Regions from separate parts of the Anas platyrhynchos genome. Here region 1 is linked to region 2. A link is a contact called in public Hi-C data. All regions are on one chromosome and are shown on one strand. The core of a region is the stretch at or near the end of the contact, and the rest is flanking DNA. Distances in the headings are between cores, read along the strand shown. Region 1 holds the start of TBC1D9 (TBC1 domain family member 9). Region 2 holds the start of RNF150 (ring finger protein 150).

Region 1 (7,543 bases), core at 3,937-6,436, 130 kb after region 2:
AAAGGGAAAATGAGGGTGGAGGTGTTTTAGCAGACTTTTTGAATAGGGACAATTGATCCAAGACAAGCAGTCCTTTCCTTCAGACAAGCCCTTACCTGAACTAATTGATAGCTCCGCAGCTGGCAGGGGAGCCAGGTGGGCTTGCGGCTGCGGGTGCAGCAGCTGGGGGCGCCGAGCGAGGGCCAAGGGTGCCCTCTGCTGCGCAGCTGCCACCCACCAGGCAGGAGCAGCTCCCAGCGCTTTATCTTCCCTGGCACTTCTGTTCTGTGGAGAAAAAAATAAAATAAAATAAAAATAAATAAATAAAAGCTTTCTGAGCACAAGCTGTATTTCAAAGAGAGAAACAGAGGAGATGAGAGGAATGAAAGGCGTTGTGGAGTTTGAATGGAAAGTCAACGGATGAGTTTTCCATCTGAAATTAATCTTGCCCCTCCCAACTATTTTAATTGTGAATTGGTGGAAGTTTGTTCTTTCTGGAGTGAATGCCGAAAAAAAAAGACAAAAAGAAGAAACAGAATTTTCCCTTTTTATTTCCTGATTTTTCAGTCCTATGTAGTGTTAAAAATAACAAGATCAAGGCGCTTGGTTGCTCTGAATGTATACGGTTATTATAGATGTCAATATCTAAATGTTTTGTATGTATGTAATGCCACCCTCACTTCTTGTTTCATGTTTAGGAACCTGAAATGACTGTACCATTTTGTAACTAGAAATGTAAAGAGGGGATGGGGTGGGAGGGTCTGTTATTTTTATAGCAAGATGTTCCTTGTATTTAGCGAGCATTTAAAATGGTTTTGTACTTGTCCAAATATACATTCCATCCATTTCCAGAAGAGAATTATTTTTATTTAGAGTAGTTTATAAGCAAACCAAAAAAAAAAATAAAATAAAATACAATGTCCCATTTGTACACAGTTCATGAACATAGCAGAAATATTCTGTTTTCCAGTGATGGCTCCAAAGTTTTTCCAACAATGTCTTCTCTCACACACTGCACAGCCATACCAGCAAATGCCAATATTAAAAAGGGAAGGAAAAAAAAAAAAAAAAAAGAACAAAATAAATACCATATGCATCAGCATACAGCTTACCAAAATAATTTCCAGTTAGGAGACAATGTTCTGTATCAGTGAAATTCTCCCAGGCTGCTGTCGGTCCAGTTGCGGACACCGGGAGCGGCTCTGCTTCAGCCCTGCCCCTGCCCAGCGGGGCTGATAGCCCGAGGAAGCTGGGGGGACGTGGCAGGGTTGTTGCACACATGCACGCACACACGCACACACGTGTGAACTCACTGGCATGCCGCATCTTCTGTTGTCTGCAGGTCCGTCAGGACCAGGGCCTGTTCTTGGCTGAAGCTCTTGCTGGTACTGCCGGCGCTTTCTGTAGCCTGACCGTGTTGTGCTGTTTGTGACGGTGGGAACTACCCTTCAGCTCCACGAATAAAATAAAGTTCCTTTCTTCAGGTTGCTACACTTTGGTGTAGGAAACACCTAGAGAAAGACCAGGGCAAAATCATACTGTAGCATTTGCATAGGCAGTTCTTTTCCTTAGCTTTTTTTTTTTCCTGCTACCTGTGAATTTGCTGCCAAAACAGAGCAGTAGCAGTTTGTGAAGCAAGCCTTTTTTTCTGTACAGCATTGCACATATAGTTTAACTCTTTGCTGATACTTTGTAATGTGTACATCTTCCCTTTCAATGCACTTTATCTCTTGAAAAATGTGGGAGTCAGAGAGCTACCACCTTAAAGGGATTTGCCTGAAATCATGGGGCACACACTTTTTTTTTCATCTTGCTTTGTTATATACTGTAAATGCTAAAGAGCATGGACAGTGACTCAGCTGGGGGAAGTACCAAAATGTTAAGGCTAATATTTGAAGCGTTATTCAGTAGTACAACACGGCTATTTTTGTTATATAGAAGATTATAATGTAAATATGTGAGACTGTGTTATTATGTACTAGTAAAATATTGCAACTATCAAAGTTAAGATTGTGAATTCTGAGGAATTTTATTGCAAGTTTTTTAATAAAACGAATCTGATTACTGTGTCATACGTATTTTCTAACAGACAGTAAAGCTGGCATTTCCTGATGCGTCAAAGTCGCTGATTGTTTCTCACTGAACATGGCTGCTGCTGCCTTTGGCACCGATGCAAAGCAGAAGCTCCGGCCAGGAGGGACCCAAGCTGCAGCCTGGCCTCCAGCCGCAGCTGCTGCCCTCGCTCTCCCCGTCCTTCAGCTGCTTTTGGTCAGAAAGCAGTGGCTGTGCGGGAGGTGAGCACCTCCGCATCCTGGAGGAAGAGCTGGGGTCACCCTTGGCCCTGGGCAGCATGTGCTAAAATAGCTTTAAGGTGCGACGGCTCTACCGTGCCACAGAAAGCATCGAACAGCCCGTGCAAGGAGTCGTCTGGCTGCTCTTCCCTGTCCCACTCGTCCCCAAAGGTGTCCCCTGGGCAGGGGGCAGAGGGCGATTTGAGGTATCACCAGCCCAGGATCCCGGTCTGTGCTTTTCTCCCTATGACCACGTAGTTGCCGGGCGGCCACAGGAGGGAGCAGGCCCGGTTCCTTCGGCAGGCAGCGGAGCGAGTTGCTGTGGGATCTGCACACACAACGCAGCTGCTGCCAGTGCTGCAGATCGTGTGGGCACAGCGTGCTCGGGTATCGCAGCAGAAGTAACCCAGTGCGCGGCTGCTCAGAATGGCAGCAGGGCTATAAATAACGAGGAGTGTGCGGCAATTAATTCCAGGATGCAGGCACATACTTATGGCTGGGGTGACATCACTCTTCGCCACTGCGTATGGGCTCCGTCTCTAGTCAAAGTGCAGCAATAAAGCTATGCTGCTCTGTGCTTTTTTTTTTTTTTTTTTTTTTTTCCTCCTAAGTCAAATTGTTCTCGCTCCTGTGATTGCAGGAGGTGACCTTCAGACCTGTCACAGCCAGTGGAGAGGACGCAGGACTCAAAAGAAATTATCCAGATTTGTACTGTGCCAGCCAACCCAGGGTCCCTCCTGTCCCGTGATACCCAAAATGTGCTAGGAAAGAAAGCACGCTTTGTGCTGCACATCTGAGGGTGCCCTAAGGGATGCTGCATTTCCTGCACCGAGTCTTGGGGACTCCCAGGAAAACAGCTCCGAGAAAGCAGCAATGCCACACGGGGTGAGCAGGTCTGGGGGAGGCCCATGGGGAATAAGAGGATTTACGGTCCAAAAGAAATCAGATGGGTTGGTGCATTCATATCTACCATAGATCAGCCACAAGAAGCCAGTGCTCAGTCAGGGAGGGTGCAATTTTGCAGCACACTCGTTCCTCAGCCTCTGCGCCCCACGCAAAATGAGCAAGCCCTGGCCACAACTGAATCAGGGGACACATCACCGCCCTCACGTGCCGGGGCCACCCGGTGCTGCAGGCCACCACGCTCCTCTGGCCATGCTGCTGGATGGACGTCTGCCCCTCAGTACCCTGCCTTTACAGTCCGGCCTGCCCCCTGACAGGTCGCAAGGAGAGGCTTGTGCAGGGAGGCCGGCAGCGGCAGCTGAAGCCCAGGCAGCTGTCCTCCTGCTCTAGCTAGGAGCATGGTAGCTCCTGGCAGAGATACAGAGCAGACAGCTGGGAGTGGTAACGCCTCAGACGTGTTGGCCGAGCCCCAGAGCTCGTCTGTCAGAGCCCAGAGCTCAGGCGAGGTTGTTCCCCTGCCCTGCTTGGGGCAGCCGTGCTGGCTCTGGCCCACAGCCCTGGCCTGCATCTGATTCTGAGCAGACGCCAATGAAGGCACAGCACCAAAGCAGTCGCCCCCTCTGAGTTGCTCCTGGCTTTCCAGACATCCTGCACGTCCCAGCTGCAGGGGCCAGGCTCGCTCAGTCATGTTTTGTGTGGACAGGACACGGGCACATCCTCGCCACTTTTCTCCAAGCCCCGTGGGCCCCTCTGGAATTGCGTGGCGTGGCCAGAAAGAGGAAGGCTCGGGGTGCAGGCACAGCAGTGCCCAGGGCTGCAGTGTACGCGGGCTGGGGGCAAGGCCTGTGGTATTTGATGTTTCCTGCAAGCCCTCAGCTTCTGGAGGCAGAGGGAAGGCAGCGCCGTGTGGGGCTGCAGCCTTAGCGACTGAGAAGTGCTGAAAAAATTGGGTGGTAAAAGTCCCAACCACATCAGGCCTCGCTCAGCCCTGTTCTCTCTGCGAGGAGCTCCTCACACAGGCACGTCCCCGTCCCTGCGAAACAGGAGTGCTCTTCCCCAACAGGAGGCTCCCTCGCCCTGCAAATGCATCTCCCAGCCCCGCACACCGTGTGCCGAGCCGCAGCCATCGCCTCGGCCACAGTCCGGTGGTGGCGGTGGGTCTCTGTGCCCCTGTCCGCTGGGACTCCGGTGGGCTTTTCCCCAAATCAGCAGCCCAGCCTGGCTGCCTGCATGCAGAAAATGCCACCTTTTGACTAGGCTTTAGCCAAGGAGTGTTTAAGAAGCAAATCGGTTGAACTTCTGTGGGTGCACACGCTCGTATCCATGTAGGAGCGGGTTATTTTGGCGTGGCTTCGGTTGACAGAGGCTCACAAGAATTGCCCGGGCTGCCCCGTACAGGGAATCCCACTCAGACCTGAGCGGGGAAAAACCCATATCCAAGCGTGGTGCACTTTGTGGGGGCCCATGTCTCACATCCCACTCCAGCCCCATATCAGAAGCCCTGGGCTGTATGCAGACACCTTCACCTGGGCACAACCCAGCCAAAATTCAGGCGCACATCAGTGTCACCTTCACCCAGCATCTGCCCCATGCTCAGGCCAAGATTCAAGCCCACAAGGTAAAACACAAGCTGTCAGCACAGCCTCAGCACATGGAGTACTTCATTGTACCTCTGGTGTCCTGTTCTCAGTGTGGCTTGGGTCTCAGAGCCAGAAAAATACCCAAAAATGGAAGAGAAAAATCACACAAGAATGTGTTATTTTGATGAGGGTGGTGGTTTGGGATTTTTTATTTGTGTGTAATAATTGCCCCAAAGGCATAGAGAAGGGGGATTTTCTTATGGAGGACTGACGCTGAATTTCACAGCCTTTCAGCTAGAAAAGTGCTCTGAAACAGCTCATCAGCACTGGGGAAAAAAAAAAAAAAGAAAAAAAAAAAACATTTCTCCTTGCCTGCACTCAGTGGGGTCCTAAACAGAAGCAGCTGGCAGGGCTCCCCGGTGCAGGTGCATGCAAGGCATTGTTAGCAATGGCCAGCATGGGTCAGCTGTGCTGCTGGGCTGTGCAGAGGGGGAAGGCCAGCGTGCTGGGAAGGCGTCTGCAGGACCTGTGGGCTGAAGGTATAAAGCAGCCCTAGTGATACTGCAGAAGGAATTTTCTTGTTGTAGGGGCTCCTTTTGCCTCTGTTCTGGGGGAAGACAAGGGCTCAGCGCAGCACCAGGGAGAGGTTCTCTGGGATGACAATGAAGGATTCGCTTGTGCTTTGGCTGGTAGGAAGCTGGGCTTTTTTTTCCTTGGTAGGCTGTCACCTGTTGGAGCAATCAGCCCAAGTTGCTCTTTGTGTGCTTCTGGTGTGGTGCTACCTAGTGCCCTTGGCCTCGCCTGGGCTCAAGGCATGCTACTTACTAAAATGTGACTTTTATACCCAAATACCTGGGGGTGGGAACTCCCTGCTGGCTGCCTTGTCCCTGGGAGCCCCTGCAGAGGAAGGGTCCTGGGGCGCAGGTGTGAGAGCCAGGACACTGCTTGTCATGGGGATAGCAGTATTATAAGGCCCTGAGGATGTCAAATCCACCTCAATTTGTGGTCTGTAGGACCTTAGGCAAACATATTATTGCTGCTTGTTCACTCAAGAGAAGCTGTCACTGACTGAGAGCATCCTCAGATGAGGGGCACATAAGCAGTAAATTGCCTGGTGTTTTGATAGCTATTGCTTGAGCTTTGCACGCCTGTTTTGTCAGGCTTCATAAGTGGTGAAGCAGCTCCATCTGACCGTGAGAGATTCTCTCTTTGTGCTGGAGATAATTTTATGCAGCTGTGAGATCATCTCCCTGGAGAGTAGGTCTGGCCAGCAAAGGAGCAAATCCACGCTACTGCATCTCGCTCCTCATGTGTCTGAGAGGTTAAGCAGAGCAATTCAGAACTGCACTTGGCCGTCTCCAGGATGTGAAGTCTGACTTTGCACAAAAGGCACATTAAATGCAAACCGTGTGGTGTGTAAATATAATTTTTTTTCTTTCTAGCAATACGGTGTCAGCGTGCTCTTGTCAGCCCTTGATTGTAATACCAGAAACCTTCCTAAGTACTGTTATTCTTGCTGTTATTAGGTTATATTATCTTTTCTGTCCATTCTCTTCTTTGGATGGAAATAGAGATTAGCCTTGCTCTTTAGATTTTGTAAAGCTTGCTGGTAGCCAGGGACTTGAATGTTTTTCTTTTGCAGTAAATACGGTCATTCTGGTTTCTCCTTTCTCCCTCACTTTGTTGCATCCTTTGTAAGGTTCATGGTCCTCTGCTGCCAAATAGGACATGCACAAACTGTAGTTCAGAGCTTGTATGAAGGTTGTTCAAGCTCAAACAGCATTCCTGCTTCCGTTTAACCTTTTTCAGGAAGGTGACATTGACCTTCATTTTCTTTTTACTTTTTTTTTTATAAGGAAAAAAAAAGCTCCCTTTGCAAGGCCAAATGTAAAAATACTTATTTTTTTATAAAGATCTTTGCTACTGAGCTTGCTGGAGGAGGATGCAGTGCTGTGCATACTGTATGTGGCTTTGGGGGCTTGTGTGATTTTTTTTTATGGAAACCAGTGGAGCTGGGAATCTGGGAATTAATGACCTGGGGCCACTTGTGTGAGCTGGGATGGGGTTGGTGAAGGAATTTTCTGCTTGTCTCCTCTGCCACAAGCCTCATTCAAACCTGTCCGACAGGGCTTGTCAGGCACTGTGTGGGCCTCCCAAAGCCTTTCCCAGTCCCTTTTAGTCTGCTGGGAGCAGCCATCTGAAAGCACTTCAGGTGGTACATCAAACCTGAGGGCAGAAGCCCTCTCTGCCTGTCCCTCTGAGGTCTCCTATCGGAGAGCTTGCAGCAGGTCACTGGCACAGGGCAGCATGGTTACTTTGGTGCATCTTGCTGTTGCTTTTGTCTCTCCTTTTAGTGTAAGCTTTCAGACATTCTCTTTCTGGTCATAAATGAGGTTATTTTCCATAGCAATACCTTTCTGTGTTGGTTATGCTCACAACCCTATCCTGGTTTTTGTTCATCACAAAAAAAAAGGAAGCAGAAGAGATGATTATGCTGTGTTTGGAGCTCATATATGAATGAGCTTGAAGGGTATCAGGCATATCCTGTGCATGAGTTGTTTTTCTTGGTTTATGGGTTTCTTTGACAGGAAAACTTTTTTTTTTTGAATGTGACAAGTCTGTAATCTCTTTTCAGTTCATGTCTACAGAAGTTCAGACCTGGTAGCCACCTGTCCCCTGCACTAATGGGTGTCACCCAGCTCCATTTATCACCTGCTTGTGTGCTTGCTCAGAGTACTGGAAACCAAGGTTACTGGGCAATGTGATGGCAGGGGAAATTTGTTCTGTACA
Region 2 (7,109 bases), core at 2,487-4,986:
GCCTGGAGGAGATTCCTCTCCTTTAACAGAAGCAATTTCTAGCCATTCCCTTTCAGACAGCTTGAAATTTTTGTGTGTAACAGACACAGTCTAGCATAATGTAAATGTAACAAGTTCTCTTCTGAACCAAAAAGAGATACAAACTAATGAATTTTACCTTGTGAAAGGGTAAATTAACAATGTATTTATTTTGGTACATAATAGAGGTAGTCATGTAGTGAATTTCAGTTTGTCATTTACTCATAATCAGCTGTTACCTAAAGCCATCTTCTGTGTTCTGTATGTCATGAATCTGGAGTTCTCCTGGAAACAGTCCTTTGAGAGAAAGGATTGTCCTTCTGCATACAATTGATACCCTTATATACATGTGAAAAAAGAATAGAAATAACATTGCAAGAACTGTCCAGATTATTCATAGGAAACTGGAAGAACATCAGAGGAACCAAACAAGATAGAAAGTTATCTAACAACACAGCAAATGTAATTCACTGTAACCAAAGCGTGGAAAGCACACAGAAAAGCAGCTGATCACACATTGCTAAATTCCAAATTAGTTGGGCCCATTCAGAGAGAAGGCTCAGGCAGAGGAGAGCTTAGTGTCAGTATCTCAGTCAAGAGGTGATTCCTTGAAGTCTCTACAAATCCTGAGTTTAAAAAAAAAAAAAAAAAAAAAAAAAAAGTGTTACAGATCCTGTAAAATGTTTTTCAATAGTGCATAAACATAGAGATTGTGCTTTTCACTGTTATCCAGGCTAGGTGATGTGTGATCATGCTGGATGAGTGCCTTTTATGTGTCTGCAGAGGCCGGGGGGAACAAAAGTCTCAGGGTTTGGGTTTGTTTTGTTTTGTTTTTCTGAAGAAGAAGAGCATAGACTAGGGTAAGGTGGTGCCAAAAGTCGTGGGGGACTAAGAGGAAACATGTTATGGCTGCTTGGATGTTTATCCAGAGTATGGTGTTCTTGTGCTGGGCCAGACAGGCTCTCTGAGGGGCAAGGCAAGGGGAGAACCTCAGATGTTCCTATGGACAGAAACAAAAAATTGGGAAGGACCATCAGCAGCCGTCTGTGTGACTGGAAATCAGTGGGTTAACCTAGTTAATTGTACTTTGGCTTTTGGCAACAAAAGTAATTAAATAGCCTGTTGTTTTGATTCATTTTAAAGTGAGAAGCAACCACTAGATTGTAGATTCACTCTGAAGAATTTCATACTTGCACTTCAATCAAGTGTTCCTTCCAGGGGTACCTTTTGCGTTTGATTTGAACTTGTCTTTCAATTCCCAGGACAGTCTCACTTCAGAGTTTTCTCCAATGGACAACCACCTTGATCAGCTACCTTGGCTATAAGTTACATTGTCTAGTTTAAAATTGGGGTTCTTGTTATGCCTTTACCCCCTAACTTAAAGAGCCTGTTAGTACCTGCTGTTATATGCCTGTGATGGTACTTCCATAATGTGATCATATTGCCTTTTTTCTTGAAAAGCTGAATAGATTGGGCACCTGAAATCTCTCCCTGGGAGAGGAATTATTTAAAATCATTTTTAGGTTTCCTTTCTTAACCTTCTCTGGTATTTCAATATCCTTTGAAAAATGCAGATACCAAGACTGGGCAGCTTCTAGTATCTGTCTCAGTGATGCATCATGCAGAGAGAAAATTGCTTCTCTACTCCTACTTGTTACTCCTCTGGAACATCTGAGGATTGCTGCATCCTTTTCAGGCCCTTTCTTTCCTTTCCTTAGGAGTAAAGCACAATTCCTTCCCACTCTGTGTGCAGGATAACACACACACACCAGTTCTGCTCCCAAGAGGGTGGTGGTTTCATTCATATTTTTGTATTGAGTTATACTTCAACTAAGCTCATCTTACCTGCTTCTTCATGTGTTACATATGTAATAAGAATGTCATGTGTTGTTACATGACACACCTTTAAAAAATCTGTTATGACCATGGCTGTGTAACTTTACTAACCACACAGCTATTTCCTCTCAAAAATATAAATCATGTTTTCTTAAAACAAACAAATACACACAGTCTGGCATCTACACAACTGATTTTTTTTATCTTCTTTTCCTTGGGATTTGTTAACACTGGACTGACCAGCCTGTAACTAAGTGGCCACCATAATTTGGTTTTCTGGATCTTTTCAGGAAACTAAGCAGTCAATCTTTCAAGATTTTCCTGTTATGACAAGATTTACTTCAAGTAGTGTCGGAGAGCTGGGTATTTTCTCCACCCCCTGCCCACTCTTTTGGGATTCATGTGTACCGTTTTTCTGGGTTGGCTGGTTTTTGTATGTTCTTAGGAGTTGCTTCTTAATCTCTATTTTATGAGTCAATGATCTGAGAAATACATTCTCCTTTTCTTTCCAGATATAAAACTGAAATATTTATTACCCATTTATACCTCTTCTGCCTTCTCTTCTAACAGCACTTCTTACTCTTCCAAATACACAAATGCTTTATTGCCCCTAGCCCTGCCAGACATGGATTTTTCCCTGCTGGATTTTGCTGCCTTTATGAAATCTCAACACTTCTTAATTAATGTTGATTGCCCTCTACTTTGCTTTCTCAACATTAGTTTTACATGGTAAGTTTTTCATCTTAATTGCTGACTTCACTTCTCCAGGAATGGGCTTTCAAGCAAAATTGTCCTCTTGATTCTTGGTAGATTTGCAGCTTTTTGGTAACCCATTATACTTCCGTATACATTTCTCTATTTTATTCCCATATTTGTAACTCTTCCTCAGAAAATCACTTTTTTTTTTTTTTTAAACTTTGGGGAAATAACCTATTCAAAGCACTGTGTGTGTAAAATGTGGTTAAGTCTGTCGACCGAAGCCAGCTTAGATCAACGGCAGCTATGAACATGAACTGGAAACGGGAAAATATTGCCACTAGCGAGATACTTATGCATCTCATCTCAGCCAAAGAGTTTGCCATTTCTAGCACCACATTTTAAAAACAAGGTAGCTAAAATAGGTGATATGTGTTAATCTTGTGAGATGTCCTTCTGTTACTGAAGGTAGTTACGGAAAAGCAGAACTTTTGCTGCTCACTTGCACTAAGATGGACAGAGTCAGTTGCTATCTGACCTTGTTTTATATCGATATGAAGGGCATTTAAGTCTTGGCCAAAAGTCTTTTTTGGGTGTTTTAAGTGTTAAAATCCACAAATCTGGGCTTTCTCTGAGCTAGGATTAAGCTTATTCTCTTCTGCCCGTGTCTGTTGAGTGTTTCCAGATTGCTGCTTTGTCATTTTTGGAAGCTTTTGCATTAGACGTTGTGCTCATGCTGGTAGCTCACCTGATTTTGGTAAACGTGCTTGTCCGTGATGTTCACAGTAAGTTAGTCTGTCTGAATTTTATAACCTGTATGCGTGCATTTAAATCTATGTAACTTTGGAAGAGACACCAGTGACTATCCCTCTCTGGGGGAAAAACCTGGTGGGTTTTGCTGCTGTACATGACAAGGTTCGTGTTTGCAGGAGCAACAGCAGTGCCCTCAGGACGTTTCTGTCTTTAGATCTGTCTTTAGGATCTGTCTTCAGGAGGAACCGGGCTGGGGGCGCCCCGCCCGCCGCCGCCTCAGGGCCCCGCGCTCCCCCTCAGCCCCGTCCCCAGCGGCCGCGCTGCGCGGGGCCCCCGCCAGGTGCCGCTGCCGGGCCGCTCCCCGGCCCCCGGCGCCCCGTTCCCCGGGGGGGCCGGGCCCGGCGCCGGCTGGAAGCCCTCCTCCCCTCCTCCCCTCCTCCCCTCCCTCCTTCCCTCCGCTCCCCACCGCCGCCACAGCCCCGCTCCTGCCCGCAGCGGGGAGGGGACGGAGGGGAAGGAGAGCGGGGGCGGCCCTTGGAAATCAAACGGCCCCGCTATGAATTAGGCAGCGGGCTGCGAGAGGGGAGGGAGGGAGGGAGGGAAGGAGGGGGCCCCCCGCCCTCCCCCGCACGGCGCCCGGCGGGAGCAGCGCCGCCCCGCTCGGGGCACACACACACCATACACACACCATACACACACTCACACCGTACACACACACCACAGACACCGCACACACACCGGGAGCAGGCGGCGGGGGCGGGCCGGCCGGCTGCCGGGGGGGGCGGGCGGGTGGGGGGGCCGGCAGATGAAGATGGCAATGTCTGTGATCCAAGCGTGCCGCAGCCTGGCTCTCTCAACATGGCTGCTGTCCTTTTGTTTCGTGCATCTGCTGTGCCTGGACTTCACCGTGGCCGAGAAGGAGGAGTGGTACACGGCCTTCGTCAACATCACCTACGCCGACCCGGCGGGCGGCAGCGCCGAGCTCCGCAGCGAGAAGAGCGAGTGCGGGCGCTACGGCGACCAGTCGCCCAAGCAGGACGCCCGCGGGCAGGTGGCCCTCTCCGCATCGCCCGCAGACCGCTACGCCTGCGACCCCGGCACCCGCTTCAACGCCCCGGCGCCGGGCAAGAGCTGGGTGGCCCTCATCCCGCGGGGCAACTGCACCTACAGGGACAAGATCCGCCACGCCGCCGCCCAGAACGCCTCGGCCGTCGTCATCTACAACGTGGGCTCCAGCAACGCCAACGAGACCATCACCATGCCCTACGCAGGTGAGGCTTCGCCCCGGTCGCAGGGAAGGTGGCCTCGCACCTCCCGGATGGTGGCACGCTGGGCTGCAGGCCTTGCCGGGCAGTGGGTGCCCATGGTGAGCGATGGGCGTGCTGCCGGCACAGCTCCAGGGGAGAAAAGTTTGGGAGATGCAAAGTTTGGGTTGACTGGAGGGATGGATGGGACCCCGAGCCCGCCACGGGGCTCCCGTGTTTTGTTGGGTCCTCCGGCAGGTGCCCTGTGGGAGTGGGACCTCCTCAAGAGGAGAGCGGTGGTGTTTGTGGTGTGTTTGTATCAGGAGGTGCAATAAAGTAAGGGCACAGTGTCCACTGTCTCACCTGTGACAGCATAAAAGCCATGGGATCAGGCAGGAAAGCAAAGTATTCAAGTATTTGATTTGGTGACAACGTGGGATGTTTTGTCCAGGATTCAGGGGGCTTCACTCGCTGGGTGAGCCCTCTGGTGGGGTGCTCGCAGTGCCAGCACACCGGTACTTGGGTCCCAAAGTGTGCTCCTCAACTAACGCAGCAGAAATCCAGTTGTCGGAAACAACACGAACCTCTGGTTTTGCCCACAAACAAACCCACTGTTTTTGTAACAGCATTGGAGCTGAAATAGCATAGATTTAAAAACAGATCACCAGATTTATATTTAGGGACGGTGTTTAGTGCCAGGGGTCACTGCTCTTTTATACCAGCAGCCTGTTCTGTGAGGACTGAAATGCCACCTATTGTGAAATTTCAGTTTGGTTTGCATCCAATAACTAATCATGCCCAGCTGCTTCATGCCAGTTGAATCTTAGCAGAGTTGGGGGTAAATTGAAACACAGAAAGGCTGCAAAACAGGCTCTTATTCTAATGACATTTGAAAGTCTGTTAGCAAAGTAGCTAGCACAGATGTGCTGAAAAACAATTTGTTGCCTGACTAACGCTACAATACTGCTGATGCAAAAGCAGTGCTTTTCCTTTTGGAAGGAACCCCTTGCGTGCCGCCTTCTGAAGAGATTAACTGTTTATTTGGGCACGTTCTTTTTTCTTTGATCGGATCGGTGGAAGATTTTCTTTATCATTTTCCATTGGCTTTGTAAGACAAGGAACTCCTAACCTCTTGAGCTTCTTAGAACTGTGCTTTATAACCTGCATGTGGTTTAGTAGCTGTTCAGATAATAGTTCTTGCTACTTTAAGTATGACAGATTATTTACTAAGCAGTATAACATAGTAGGAACTTGGCATACTTTCGCACCCTTAAAGTAAAGCTCGGGCTGTTTCAAAACTTCAGATGCGTCGCTTGTGCTTGTCCAGTAAATTTCTCTAAAACTGCCAACATGTTGGATCAATTAATGGTTTGCCTGTTTTTAAAGTATGCACTAAGCTGTTTTCCCACACAAATGGTGTTTTATTAAGGAACAGTGGGAGTAAAAAATGTCTAACCTTTTAAATGTTAGAGCTTTTGTTTATTTTAAAATCTAAAATGAAGTAAGCAAGGAATCTTTCTTAGTGAAAGTGGCCTCAGCTTTCTAAAATCCAACCGCTGTATAACTTATCTCGGGGGCAGCTTCTTTTATATCATATGACTGCTCACAGCTTATTCTGAGAATCCTTTCTCAGTACCGAATTGATACCCAGCAGTGTGATTGATTGTACAGTTGCTGAGGCTGAAATGAACAGAAACTTGCAGAAAATAATCTGGACTTGTTGAACACTATCAGACTGAAGGGCTTTGCTGACTGATTGTAGGAGTTTGTCTTCATTTTAAGGATTTTTGTTCTGCAAACTTGGAAAAACAGTTGGTGGTCTTGTGTCAGTGAAAACCTGCCCTCTGCATACAGTCAAAATTGAGGGGAATTTTAGAGCTTAAGTTTGCTGGAACAGAAGGAAAAATAAGTATTCTTGAACAAATATTGGACAAACATACAGAGATTCAGAGCTGGATTTACCTTTACTCTTCTTTTTGTACCACCATTGTGCTGGGGCAAATTTAACATACAAGCTGTGTAAAACTGTCTTTCTGACTTGCAGCCTTTGACGTTTGCTCAGACCCAGTCTAAATGATAGCACAGGATTCAAGGAAAGAATGAATCAGGTTTCTGGTTTCTGAGTTCAGCAGCATCTGTGGTGCTCTGCCCACGCCAAATCCTGGAGTGGGAAGAAGAAAATTCCATCCTGGAAAATACTTGTAGGGGGAGGGGGGGGTGAAATATGACCTAAAAAGCGATTTAAAAGTTGAAAGAAATGTGTTACTCTTTTTTTTTTTTTCCTCCCACAGATTTTTTTATTGAGGCTTCAAGTAAGCTTTAATAAACTCCTTGTTATATAGAAAATGCTATGTCCTGTTGTGTAACAATGTGGCTCCCATTCTCATGAAGAACTGCTGGTCTTCCAGAGACAGATGTCTCTTTTCCTCATGTACATCTTTCTCTTTTATGTGTTCTGCCTTCTTTCTTTTACTGTCATTTTATCTCCTTGTGTTTCTCTTTCTGTTTCTCTCTCCCCACGCTTATTTCTTCATATCTACTCCTATGCTTCATTCCCCCTTT

What was found. Hi-C and Micro-C count contacts between places; a contact is called where the count stands out from the background.
Region 1: a Hi-C map of subcutaneous adipose tissue shows a contact between it and region 2, with 4 times the contacts expected there. The contact joins the promoter of TBC1D9 here to the promoter of RNF150 in region 2. A contact is called at or near these places in 3 of 8 Hi-C or Micro-C datasets (F1 follicle, skeletal muscle and subcutaneous adipose tissue).

What each region holds. Positions count from the first base shown.
Region 1 is chr4:39,640,499-39,648,041 of IASCAAS_PekinDuck_T2T, forward strand. TBC1D9 (TBC1 domain family member 9) reads left to right here and starts at 5,187. Exons shown (of 21, transcript XM_038178920.2): 1 at 5,187-5,292. The coding sequence starts at 5,202. RNF150 (ring finger protein 150) reads left to right here. Exons shown (of 7, transcript XM_005022419.6): 7 at 1-2,053.
Region 2 is chr4:39,512,117-39,519,225 of IASCAAS_PekinDuck_T2T, forward strand. RNF150 (ring finger protein 150) reads left to right here and starts at 3,737. Exons shown (of 7, transcript XM_005022419.6): 1 at 3,737-4,574. The coding sequence starts at 4,109.